Linked DNA regions of Canis lupus: region 1 is linked to region 2. A link is a contact called in public Hi-C data. All regions are on one chromosome and are shown on one strand. Each heading gives the region's core, a stretch centred on a gene start, on an enhancer-like site or on the middle of the called end of the contact. The rest is flanking DNA. Distances are from core to core; before and after follow the strand shown. Region 1 has its middle 8.9 kb from the start of SKIDA1. Region 2 overlaps MLLT10 (protein AF-10).

The links. Hi-C and Micro-C count contacts between places; a contact is called where the count stands out from the background.
Region 1: a contact with region 2 is called in a Hi-C map of skin fibroblasts, with 2.5 times the contacts expected there. The contact joins two enhancer-like sites. A contact is called at or near these places in 2 of 9 Hi-C or Micro-C datasets (amygdala and skin fibroblasts).

What each region holds. Positions count from the first base shown.
Region 1 is chr2:9,443,446-9,448,539 of UU_Cfam_GSD_1.0, forward strand. No RefSeq gene overlaps it. Among named protein-coding and RNA genes, the nearest start is that of SKIDA1, 8.9 kb to the left of the region's middle. Within about 2 kb of position 1,571, at least 5 of the 20 cell types and tissues checked have an H3K27ac peak or open chromatin away from gene starts, as enhancers often do.
Region 2 is chr2:9,189,360-9,195,089 of UU_Cfam_GSD_1.0, forward strand. MLLT10 (protein AF-10) reads right to left here. Exons shown (of 25, transcript XR_005355186.1): 16 at 1,104-1,221. Among named protein-coding and RNA genes, the nearest start is that of MLLT10, 230 kb to the right of the region's middle. Within about 2 kb of position 1,907, at least 4 of the 20 cell types and tissues checked have an H3K27ac peak or open chromatin away from gene starts, as enhancers often do.

The sequences.
Region 1 (5,094 bases), core at 321-2,820, 250 kb after region 2:
ACATTTAACTGTTTTCAGGTGATGGCATTTTTTTCTTAAAGGCACTACATGGTTCCAGGGTCACTTAGTCCTGTGTCTAAAGCTCAACACTCACAAAATGCAGGAAAGGGCTCCTTCTCTGACTTTTTTTTGGGTAAACAAGCTTATTTTTGGTCTCCTATAAAAATAGTTTCCTGATAAGACTCTGAAATGAAGATTTAATTATTTTTTTAAAAAGATGTATGTACGCTGTCTTCCATAGTCAGGTTATCTGCCTTCTTAGAAAATACAGCTTGCTCTTTTTCAACTATTTACTTTTTAAAGTGGGTGTTCTTTTCTACTGGCTTACTTGATTACAGTGCAGTAATCTCAATAATGGTTGTTTATTTTAAAATCAACAACAAGGAGCCACCACTAAACAGCAATAACACAAACTAGATGGGCTGGTGTGTGGATTTTTATCTTATCTGTGTTTGGGTGACTTTCAATGGTCTAGAAATTTTTCAAAGTTCCGGTCACAAGAATTGGAAGTTTCTGCTTGATATGAGAATGATAGTTTTGTTTGAATGCAGGAAAAGATATAGACTAATTCCTCAAAAGCATTTTTTTCCCTTTCAGAAAAAACAGAAACAAAAATCCTCCATGGTAAAAAGCAAAAACAAAGTCCTCACGTTAAAAATAATAATAATAATAAAGCATTAGTATCTACAAAAGATAGAAAATGTGAGTTTTGCTTCACCTTGAAAATAACTTCCTGCTGCTAAAGGATGTGAAAAGGGAGTTTCCAAGAGCCAAAGTGGCGGGGGTGGGGGTGGGGTGGGGGTGGGGGAATTAAAGGTTCCTCATCAACTAACCTCAGGAAATTGACAAGGAGGAACAGGGCATCCACCTTAGGGAGTCCACCCGGTCACCCAGGTCTTCCCTGGGACTTTTCCCTTCCCTGGAAGAAAGAACTATTTTTAACACTAGCTTTGGTTTTGGTTTGCTCCCTAGGCCAAAGGGCATTTTTGCAAACTAGCCTGGGGGGTAGGGACGTAGGGAAGATCCAGGAGGTTGGGGGAGGGCTGCATTTTACCTGTTTGGCAGGCCCTCTTTTGCAAAAAAAAAAAAAAAAAAAAAAAGGAGGAGGGGGCCCAGCTATCATTCTTTGCCCATGCCCTAGGCCCCCGCTCTTCTCTCGCTCCTTTTCAAACTGTGGCGGCCTCACAAGCTCCTACTTTAAAAGGCCTGAGATGTTTTGCATGAAGCCCTCACAATAGGGGTTGAGAGAATTGACAGTTTCAAAAACAAGGCGTTCAGTCCTTTCCAGCTGCCGGGCCCGCTCTCTCGCACCAACTCCTCGCTCCTCTCTGCTGGTGGCGTCCTCGGCCGCGAGCGGCCGGCCCCCACCCCGCCAGCCCGGGATCCGGCCGCCCCTCCCCGCCCCCGGGCTGTGTTTGTAAACAGGGGTCAGTGTCCGGGGGCTGCCGGCGCGGGGCTCGGCCTGGCGGGCTGGGAGGAAGGCGGGGACGGCCGAGCTGGCGCAGGGCCGGCCCGGGGGACGTGGGGGTCCCGGGGTCCCTTTGCCCCTCGCTCTCCACCCAGGTGCCGCAGTGTGACCGCTGTGCTGACCCGGGGCAGCTCCTAGCTCTGTGGCCTGGGCCACCAGCACCAGAAAGATGTTTAAATGCCGCCATTTTGCATGGTGGCAAACAAATTTCTTTGTGACTTTTTTTCTCCGCCCAGATCTTGCTCTCCTCTGAATTTGTCACCTACTGGCTCCCGGGGCGGAAGGGCCCGGACCCCTGTGCGCCCGGCCCGGCCCGGCCCTCAGCTCCTGTCTACGCAGCCTCAGGTCCCAGTGGCCTCAAGGACGGGCCCACGCGGAGCAGGGGCGACAGGGCGCGCGGCCGGTCCCCGGGGACCAGACCGCCTCCTCTCACTTGGCGTTCCTTTTGTGTGCTCTGAGGTCAGCTCCCACCCCGGCACACGCACACACCGCCTAGCCATTTCTCACCTTCTCGCCCAGGCCTTATATCTCTCTGTCCCAGGCAAATGGGGCCCAGCCTTTTTTTTTTTTTTTTTTTTTTTTTGCTTTGGGCGGGGGGCTGGCCAAGGTCTCCAAAATGCATGTGTGGAACGCAAGTGGCAAAGAGATGAGGCTTCACACTGGGCCAGCCAGCATGGCTGTGAACGCCTTCTGGGAAGTGGCCCAAGACCTGCGGCCGGGGGGGAGTCAGGGGAGGCCCCTGCAGAACTCCCAAAGAGGGGGTTAAATGTGATGGGGCAAGGCTTGCTTTCTTTGGCGGCCGTGGTTCCTGTCCTTGGAACCTCTCAGTGCCTCTGAAAGTGGAATGATGACCTGGAAACGGGAAGCGTGAGACAGTGACCTGGAAAACCACCCTGGGTTGGAGAGGTTGGAGTGCAGCGATGCAAACAAAGCTGCTCCCAGAAGAAGAGGGGAAACAGAGGTGCACCACAGATAGGTCACAGGAAAGTGCAACAAGCTTGTTTTCCCGGGTGTTTAAAATGCAGCCCCAGTTGTAAAGTGTGTGAAATTACGCACTGGTCTCTTAAAGAGTGCCTAATTTATAGTAAATAGCAAGGTCTTTGTAAATGGCTTTATTATGTTGTTTCTTGTTAATTGTTGAGAAAATCCCCATTGTTGAGTGTGAAAGGCTTTATGAGCTAACCTGGTCCTCGGCGCAATCAGAGGGCAGTAAATGGCCGCTCGGCCTCCAAGGCCCAGCGCGGAAGCTGACGCGGCCCGAGAGCGGCCCGGGCGACCCCTGGAGACGGTGCCTCGGCCTGGGAAGAAAGTGGCGAGGGCTTCCCGGCTTTAATTAATGAGAAGGCGTGTTTTGAACTCGCGGGCCCCCAAGAGCAGCTTGCTAAGTGGGACGGGGAGCACGGAGAGCGCCGGGACGACCCAGGCGGGTAGGGCGGCGGGGAGGCGGAGCGGGGCCCGGGCGCCCCTCTCCGGCCCCCCAGCCCCGGCCACAGGCCCGCCGGCCCGGCGCCCGCTGCGGCCGCGCTGGGGTGGAACTGGTGCTTGGGCATTGTCTCCAGGTCTCCGGCCGCGTGGAGCGCGCGCTCAGGCCCGCCTGGCCAAGCCTCCTAACGCCCGAACACCCCGGATGGGGGGGTGGTGGCTGGAGGGGCTACGGACCGAGCAGCCCCCCGAAGGAGAGCTCCAGACCCCGGCCTGCGCCTCCTCGTCTTTTGTTTGAAAGCTGTCTCTCTCCTCTCTCCCCCTCTCTTTCTTCCTTTCTCTCTCCGCGCGATCTCTCTCTCTCTCTAACCTGAAATGGACTCAGAAGGCAGGAGAAATCAGAGGCAAGGCTTTTGGGTGTGTGTGTGTGAGAGAGAGAGAGAGAGAGAGAGAGATAGAATTTCTTCTTTAGGATAAGATAGTCTTCTCTCCTTTTCCCATCTTCTCCAGTTGTCTCTCCAGCCAGTTGCGACCCAGGAAGGGTTTGGGCAAAACCAGGCAGGCGTTGGGTTCGTTCCATTAACTTTGGGGCGAGGACCCCACCGGATCCTGCAGGCCTGGAGAGGGGCAGACGGAGAGCGCCTCCCCGGGCTTGGCCCCGCAGCCTTCCCAGGAGTTAAGATCCGGCGGTGGATCGGGGGAAAAGCAGCAACCGCCTCTCTGCAGCCTTTGAGCTCAAGCAGGGCGGCCAGAGGGAAAGAGAATTTCTTCCTGAGCCTACGTGGGCGGGGGGAGGGAGGTGGCGAGTTAGGTGGCCCGGGCTAAGGGTTCGGACATTAGCAAATGCAAATCACAAGGAAATGTTCATTCCGGTCAGAAAAACCTGTATCTTTCCCCATCCTCTGGCCTTCTAAGATGGCCCTCCGCTTGCGCACACTCGCTTTCTCACCAAATTAGCTATTACGTGAAATCCCCCTGGGTTTAAAGCACTTGTTTCGCGGATTCGCGTACAACCCATATTAACTATGCACTTTCTGCTATTCCTCTTGTGACTGTCCCTGCCTCTTCCTTCTTTGAGGAGCGTAGGATGCATTTTATTTTAGTCCAATCGATGCCTTGCGAATACTGGGGATAACACAACCCACACTGCTGCGATGGAGGCTGTTTTCAAAATTGAGTTTAGGGATCAATACTAAGTCGAAAAGCTCCAAATTGCACGAATGCACCAAATTCAAGCCTTGGGCTCCCAAGCCCCTTTGCTGACTGAGTGACGCACTCGTGGGCAGTGGCTGTGGTTCGGTTGTTCCTGCTTCTCAAAAAACAGGATGTTTTCATCATATGCATTTGGCTTTCCCTAAAGATCACTCCAGTTTGTTTGGAAAAACGCGACCCCAAAATGTGTGGAATTAAACCCCAGTCAGTGGCTTCCATGCGGGGCTCCTCTCCTACTTGCACTGCTGACCGCCATTCCTCTTTTTTTTCTCTTCCTAGGACCTAACAGCAGCACCTGAAATTGCCATAGTGGGTGCTCTCGGAAAACCTTTGCCCAGTTGAATAAATGTGTCTCTGGTCGGGGGCAGCCCTCTCCTGGACCACTACTTGACTCCCGCCACTTCTGCGCCCAGAGCCGAGCTGTTTGGCACAGCGAGCTGTCTATTCTTCTGCTGCTGCCGCCATGGCTGCAGGGCTGACTGGTGTCTAACTGGGGGAAGGGCAGTGGTTGTCCCCTTGCAAGGGACATTAAGGCCAGAGAGGTGGAGGGAGAGAAATTTTGAAAAAGAATTAGGAGAGCCTGCAGCCAGCGGCTGTGTGTGTGGGTGGGGTGGGGGGGTGTCTCCCCGGGGAATCTGAAAAGAACATCTACAGGAGAAACAGGCCAAGTGCTTAGGATGCTAGGGTATCCCTATTTTTTAGCTCCTGCTGTTGGGATCATCCTTTACTTGAGAGACTAGAGCAAAGACAGAAGGAGGTGGAGACAGAGTGGCAGGCAGCCTAGAGGCTCTCCAGTAAGATCCAGTTATTCATCTAATAAGTGCCATCAATATGTCTGTGTTTGACCCTTTTGGATGGAAGAGGCTTAGCAGTCAATAGACTTAGACCCTAAAATATCACCAATCTAGCAGAGAGAAACTGCTCACAGGTCTGCAAGGGCCTTCTCTGGTCAGGATGCTCAGAATGAAGGGGAGAGAAACAGAAGGGAAACT
Region 2 (5,730 bases), core at 657-3,156:
AGCGTGGTTTGCATTTGCAGTACCCTCCCCTCAGCCACTTTTAATTTCTACGGTTAAAGTAATGAATCACAGCTGTGGACAGCTAATCTGTATGCTTATCACAGCAAATCCTTATGCTTTGTATTTTTTAACACTTTGCATCCCAAGACAAGTCATAAAATACATAATGTATTACATACAGCCACACACAGTAACTAAAATTACATATATTACATGGACCCCCACACCAAGAATAAAATTAAATATAACGCTACAAATTTAAAGTTGACAAAATTCAAAATTTAAAGTTGACAAAAATAAGTAGGAATATAGCATTCTATCCTTAATTTCTTCAAAATAATTCTTTGGTAACACTGAATATCTCCACTTGAAAAGTAACTTGTATTTCCCCTACAAGTCAGTTCCTTCTAAAATCACCCTATCTGGCCTCTTTCAAGGTTGTCCTCCCCTTATTCTGAGTCAGGTAACCTCTGACCCTTAAAGGGTAAAGACATGACTGATCCATTCTTGGTGAACTGCTAAACCCATTCCCTTCCCCCAAACAGGCATGACTACTTGGACATGTCAACAAATCCTTAAGGATGGAATGAAACAAAGCAAATCCAGTGGCTCATTAAAACAGTACAAGAGGCAAATGCTACAAAATGTCAACTGGTAAAAATTCACAGGATTACTAAACACTGTAGAAATTCTCTAACAGGATTTTTTTTTAAACCAAGTTTGTGTAATGCAATTTCATGAATTATGCAAATAAAGGTTTAGGCTATTCACAGAAAAGCCCAGTGTTATGTTACTTTCATTGCACAGAACTGAGAACTGAACACATCAATCACAAAAGTCACAGGAGACATTGTTGCATTCCTGCCTGCTGATGGCTCTGCTTAAACATTTACATTTCAGACAGTAAAAAAAGCACATCACTATTTTGCAGCACAGCACACTATTTACTTCCAACTGTGACTCTTTTGGTTAAGGTGGAGGTGTGTGTGTGCAGCACAATCCTGTATTAACCACACCTTTAGATTTTTCAAATAAAATAAGCCAATGGCGGGAGGAGGGTGGATTTACATTGGGGGAGAATTTAAAAATTCTTGAAAACTTACCTGTTTGATTGTTTTCAGACTGAACTATAAGAGCTGCCATTGATGAACTTGGATTTAATCTACTGCCATACATATGAGATGGTGCCTGACTAAGAGAAGATCCAGAGAGGGTATTTGCCTAAATGAAAAGAATGACAAAGATAAATGAATTATATTTGAAAATACCTTCATATTCTTCCTCCTCATTGACCTAGTAACTATTTTTTCAAACCTAAAAATATAAGCAAACATTCCTGACTTTCTGAAGACCAAATTTCATTCTTTCTTGTTTTACCATTACAATATTTCAATTTTTGAAAAGTTACATAATTCCAAATAAAAAAAAAAAAAAGACTGGCACAAAGTTATTTTTGCTTCACTAACAAAACTCAATGGAATGGTAACCATGTGAACATATGACTAATTATTTAATCTTATTAAACCATTTACAAAATAAGGGCAGGTAGACAACAGATGTCTAACAAATGCTTCAGTCTCTTACATCACAGTCTGGCGAAGGAGGTCAAAAGGTCCAATTTCTACTTTTAGTATTTTAACTATACAGAGCGATATTTCCATTGCTTAAACTCTGTCATTAGTAAAACCTGCACACTATTCTGTTACTTCCTATTTTGATAGACTTGGAAGCCTGCTGCTTTTTCTGTTTTGTTTTGTTTTTATTTTAAAAGAAAGCAAACAGGCATCACAAGTATGTTTTCTATACAATGCAGAGCTCAACGAATCACAGCTTTGCCCTGACCCCATATAAGGCACTGTCTTTTTGGCAGGAAGCCAGCTCCACTAACTGGAGAGCTGGTCCAAAGTTTGTAATTCATTCATGTTGCTAACCACAATTCTGAAGGCCTGTACTGGGACTTGTGCCAAACAAGCGAAAATGAACCCTTAAACAGATGAAGCTAAGGAGGCTGGCCAAAGTCTTGCGTAATCCAATGTAATAAAAATGCCTTCTTTGATGTGAATACTTTCTCCCACTTTCTAAGAATATTACAACCTTAAAATGTGGCATTTGGGGAGCAAATCTCTTGTACACAAAATACTGTTACTCAAAGGCAGCTATTACTAGCCTGAAATACTTTTCAGATTTAACAGAACCACAAATTTTAAAGTAGATGTCATATTCTTTTTTTATGAATGAAATCAAACTTAAGCTTTTATAAAATGATACCATTCTATATTATTTCCGAACAGAATTCTGGAAAATAATTTCCAAGGACTGAAGCACTTCTAATATAAAGAAGCCAAATAACAGCAAAACAAAAGATGGAGGCATTCTAACAAGTACAATGGCACACAAGAGACCAAGACAACATAGTAGTTATAACAAGCAAAATATTACAGAAAATAAACTGTGTTTCTGGAAAGGGTCAGACCCTGACATTATATGTGGCCTCTAGCCAACTTACTGGGCATGAAAATTGGACTTTACAATTCACAGAAATACTGTGATGTGGAATCCTGTCCTTGTTTTCCATTGTTTCAAAGTGTGTACTTCCTAGCTCATTCTTTCATGTTCAAGTTTAATTGGTCAATTTTCGGTTTCATTTTTTCCTCTTATTAAAGATGTGTATTGAAAGCCAGTAAGTTTGTACTATAAAGTCTTGTTTAACAATCAATTAGCCCTCAGTAAAAGCTACCTAATTTTAACCTCAAGATCATACTAGACATTTACCATGTATTTACTAGTATGGCATACTAAAATATATAATTCATAAATGGAAACATAGTAAGATTTTTTTATATCTCCAGAAGTCAACGACTTGGAAATCTTGGCTTCTCATAAAATAAGTTAGCATAAGAAAAACCACCAAACAGACAAACAGAAAGAGCAGACATCATCAGTCCCATGTGTTAACGTCTCAGGTACCACATACTTAAAAATACCCCTTTGCAGAACCAATTTGCTCTTATTCTAGATATAATTCTAAAAAGACCACTAAGCATATAAAAGATTAGAAGTGAAAAATTTATTAGAAAGAGGAAGAAAAGTTATTTATTGAGACATTCGTTGGCAGCAGGAATCAACAGCTAACAGTGTAAGAAGAAAGAGGAACATGAACAAGAGTGAGCGCATATATTACAGAGTGCTGCTGAGGTGGTGCTCAAAGAACATGGACATCTAAATGCCTTAGCGTCTGTATCTTAGCCTTCTTGCTCTCCTTTACCATGAACTCATCTATAATGGTTGAAACATAACTAATATTATATCAGTTGGGACTACTTTATTAATTCCAATTAACAGTTTTATGCGTTGCCTTCATCTTTTAATAAGAATCAAAAGATCCGGGAAGCCTGGGTGGCTCAGTGGTTGAGCATTGCCTTTGGCTCAGGGTGTGATCCCGGCGTCTTGGGATCGAGTCCGGCATCGGGCTCCGTGCAGGGAGCCTGCTTCTCCCTCTGCCTGTGTCACTGCCTTTCTCTCTGTGTCTCTCAAGAATTAATAAAATCTTTTAAAAAAAAAAAAATCAAAAGATCCTACTCCTCAGAAGTACACTTTTTCAGGAAGGGCACTTTCTGCAAGGGCTTTCTATTTATTCCTTATTAGTTTCACATTTTTTGATGCAGTCTTCAAATTATCTCAGTTTCTCTATCATACATTAGCCCACCATGCTAAAAAAGATCAAAATGCAAAGCAGTACTGCATAATAACTGATTTACATAATCATTATCATCAAGAAGAAGATAAATCATCTTTAGCATAATTTCAAGAGGAAAGTATATATTTTATAAAGGTGACAGGCAAAAGCAAAATTAATAACAAAAACCTAAAATGGGAATACATTCTTTGTTATTCTAAATGACCAATTTCCCAAATTCCCTAAATGAGTAAAAATTATCTGGTAGTTTGCTTTTTAAAAATATTGCAATTACTGAAACTAGAAATTTTGGGAAAGAGATTAAAAGTTACTAATTTTATCAAGCTGCATTCTATGGTATATTAAAACATCTCAATCACTCTACATTAAAACTCAAGAACCCACAAATGTCTAACACTGCTTAGCCAATGGTTCTGAAATGATGTTTAGAATGGTGAATGTTGGGAACCCACAATAACTCTGTTCCACCTCAGGGCCAAGAAACTCCCATCAGTTCTGCTTTTTTTTTTTTTTTTTTTTTTAAGATTTATTTATTTATTTATCCATGAGAGACACACAGAGAGAGAGAGGCAGAGACACAGGCAGAAGGAGAAGCGGGCCCCATGCAGGGAGCCCGATATGAATCCCAGGAATTCAGGATCATGCCCTGAGCCAAAGACTGACGCTCAACCACTGAACCACCCAGCCGTCCCAACTCCCATCAGTTTAGTGAAGAGATTTACAACTTAGGAGCAATGAAGAAGGGTAAGGGAGAATGGCGAGAAGGCAACTTCCTGAGGAGAGCATACACATAATGTCAGACATTCTGTAGACTCAAAAGTTCCTATTGATTATAAAACAAACTGGTTACTTGACTTCATAGTGTCCCACTGAAATCATATAATCTATTCAACATGTGTAAATAGATTAGACCAAGATAAAAATATTTAATAAATCCTGTAAGTTCATATTGCCATAATTAACTTCTGCTTTAACTTCCAATATATGATCTTAGACTTTGTTTCCTTCCCAAGATTAACAATTGAAAGGAACTACTTCCACTCCAGACGTTATATGATACTCACCCTAATACTTTAGTAAAAGCCTCACTAAGAGAAGTATAGGGTATAGGGCAGCCTGGAGTGTGATCCTGGAGACCTAGGATCGAGTCCCACATCAGGCTCCCTGCATGGAGCCTGCTTTTCCCTCTGCCTGTGTCTCTGCCTCTCTCTGTGTCTCTCATGAATAAATAAATAAAATCTTAAAAAAAAAAATCCAAAGGCAAGATGAGTAAGAATAAATTGAATAATTCCTGAGGTAAATTTAAGCCACTTTGAAAAAAAATCCATGTTTAGGTGCCTGAGTCAAATAACCCTAAGGAAATTTGGAATAAGTTATTATGCTAAAATATCTAGAAAGATACTAAGATAATATTCAAACTCAAATCAATTTAGTGTTTCCTAAGTAGATTCACGGACCTTATTAAAATATTAACAAGATTAAAATGACATTTCAGCTTGAAATTTCCCCTGTTGGTAACAGTTCATCTTCCATATTCCAAATATCTGCTTATGACCATAGAGAATTTTTAAAAGATCTCTGGTAAAGTAACTTTACCAAATTCCTAGGCACTTGGTTCCTTCTAAAAGAGTCAGCTGTGGAGAAAAAGAAATGCTAAAGCCTTCTCAGTTATTTGAATAGCAAACTTAAAGTAGATGATAGTTTTTGTTAGGTTTTTTTTTTCCTCTCTCTCTAATGTTGGTAAAGGCAGAATAATAAAGAATAAACAACAGAAATTAAGTTTGAGAGAACAAAACCTATAAAAACTTCACCTTTGGAAAGTATCACAGCAATACATCATCTAGAGGTAGATATGAAACTTCATACCTTCCATCATACAGGAAGGGGTTATAGCAAGCATTTTTTAAATGCACAATTAACCTGTCAATAAACATTGAAGTCAAACAAACTCTAAAACACATTAGAGCTGCTTCTTCAAGCGTTCCAACCCTGACATACGATTTAAAAATACATTCTTCTAATATCCTGTCAGA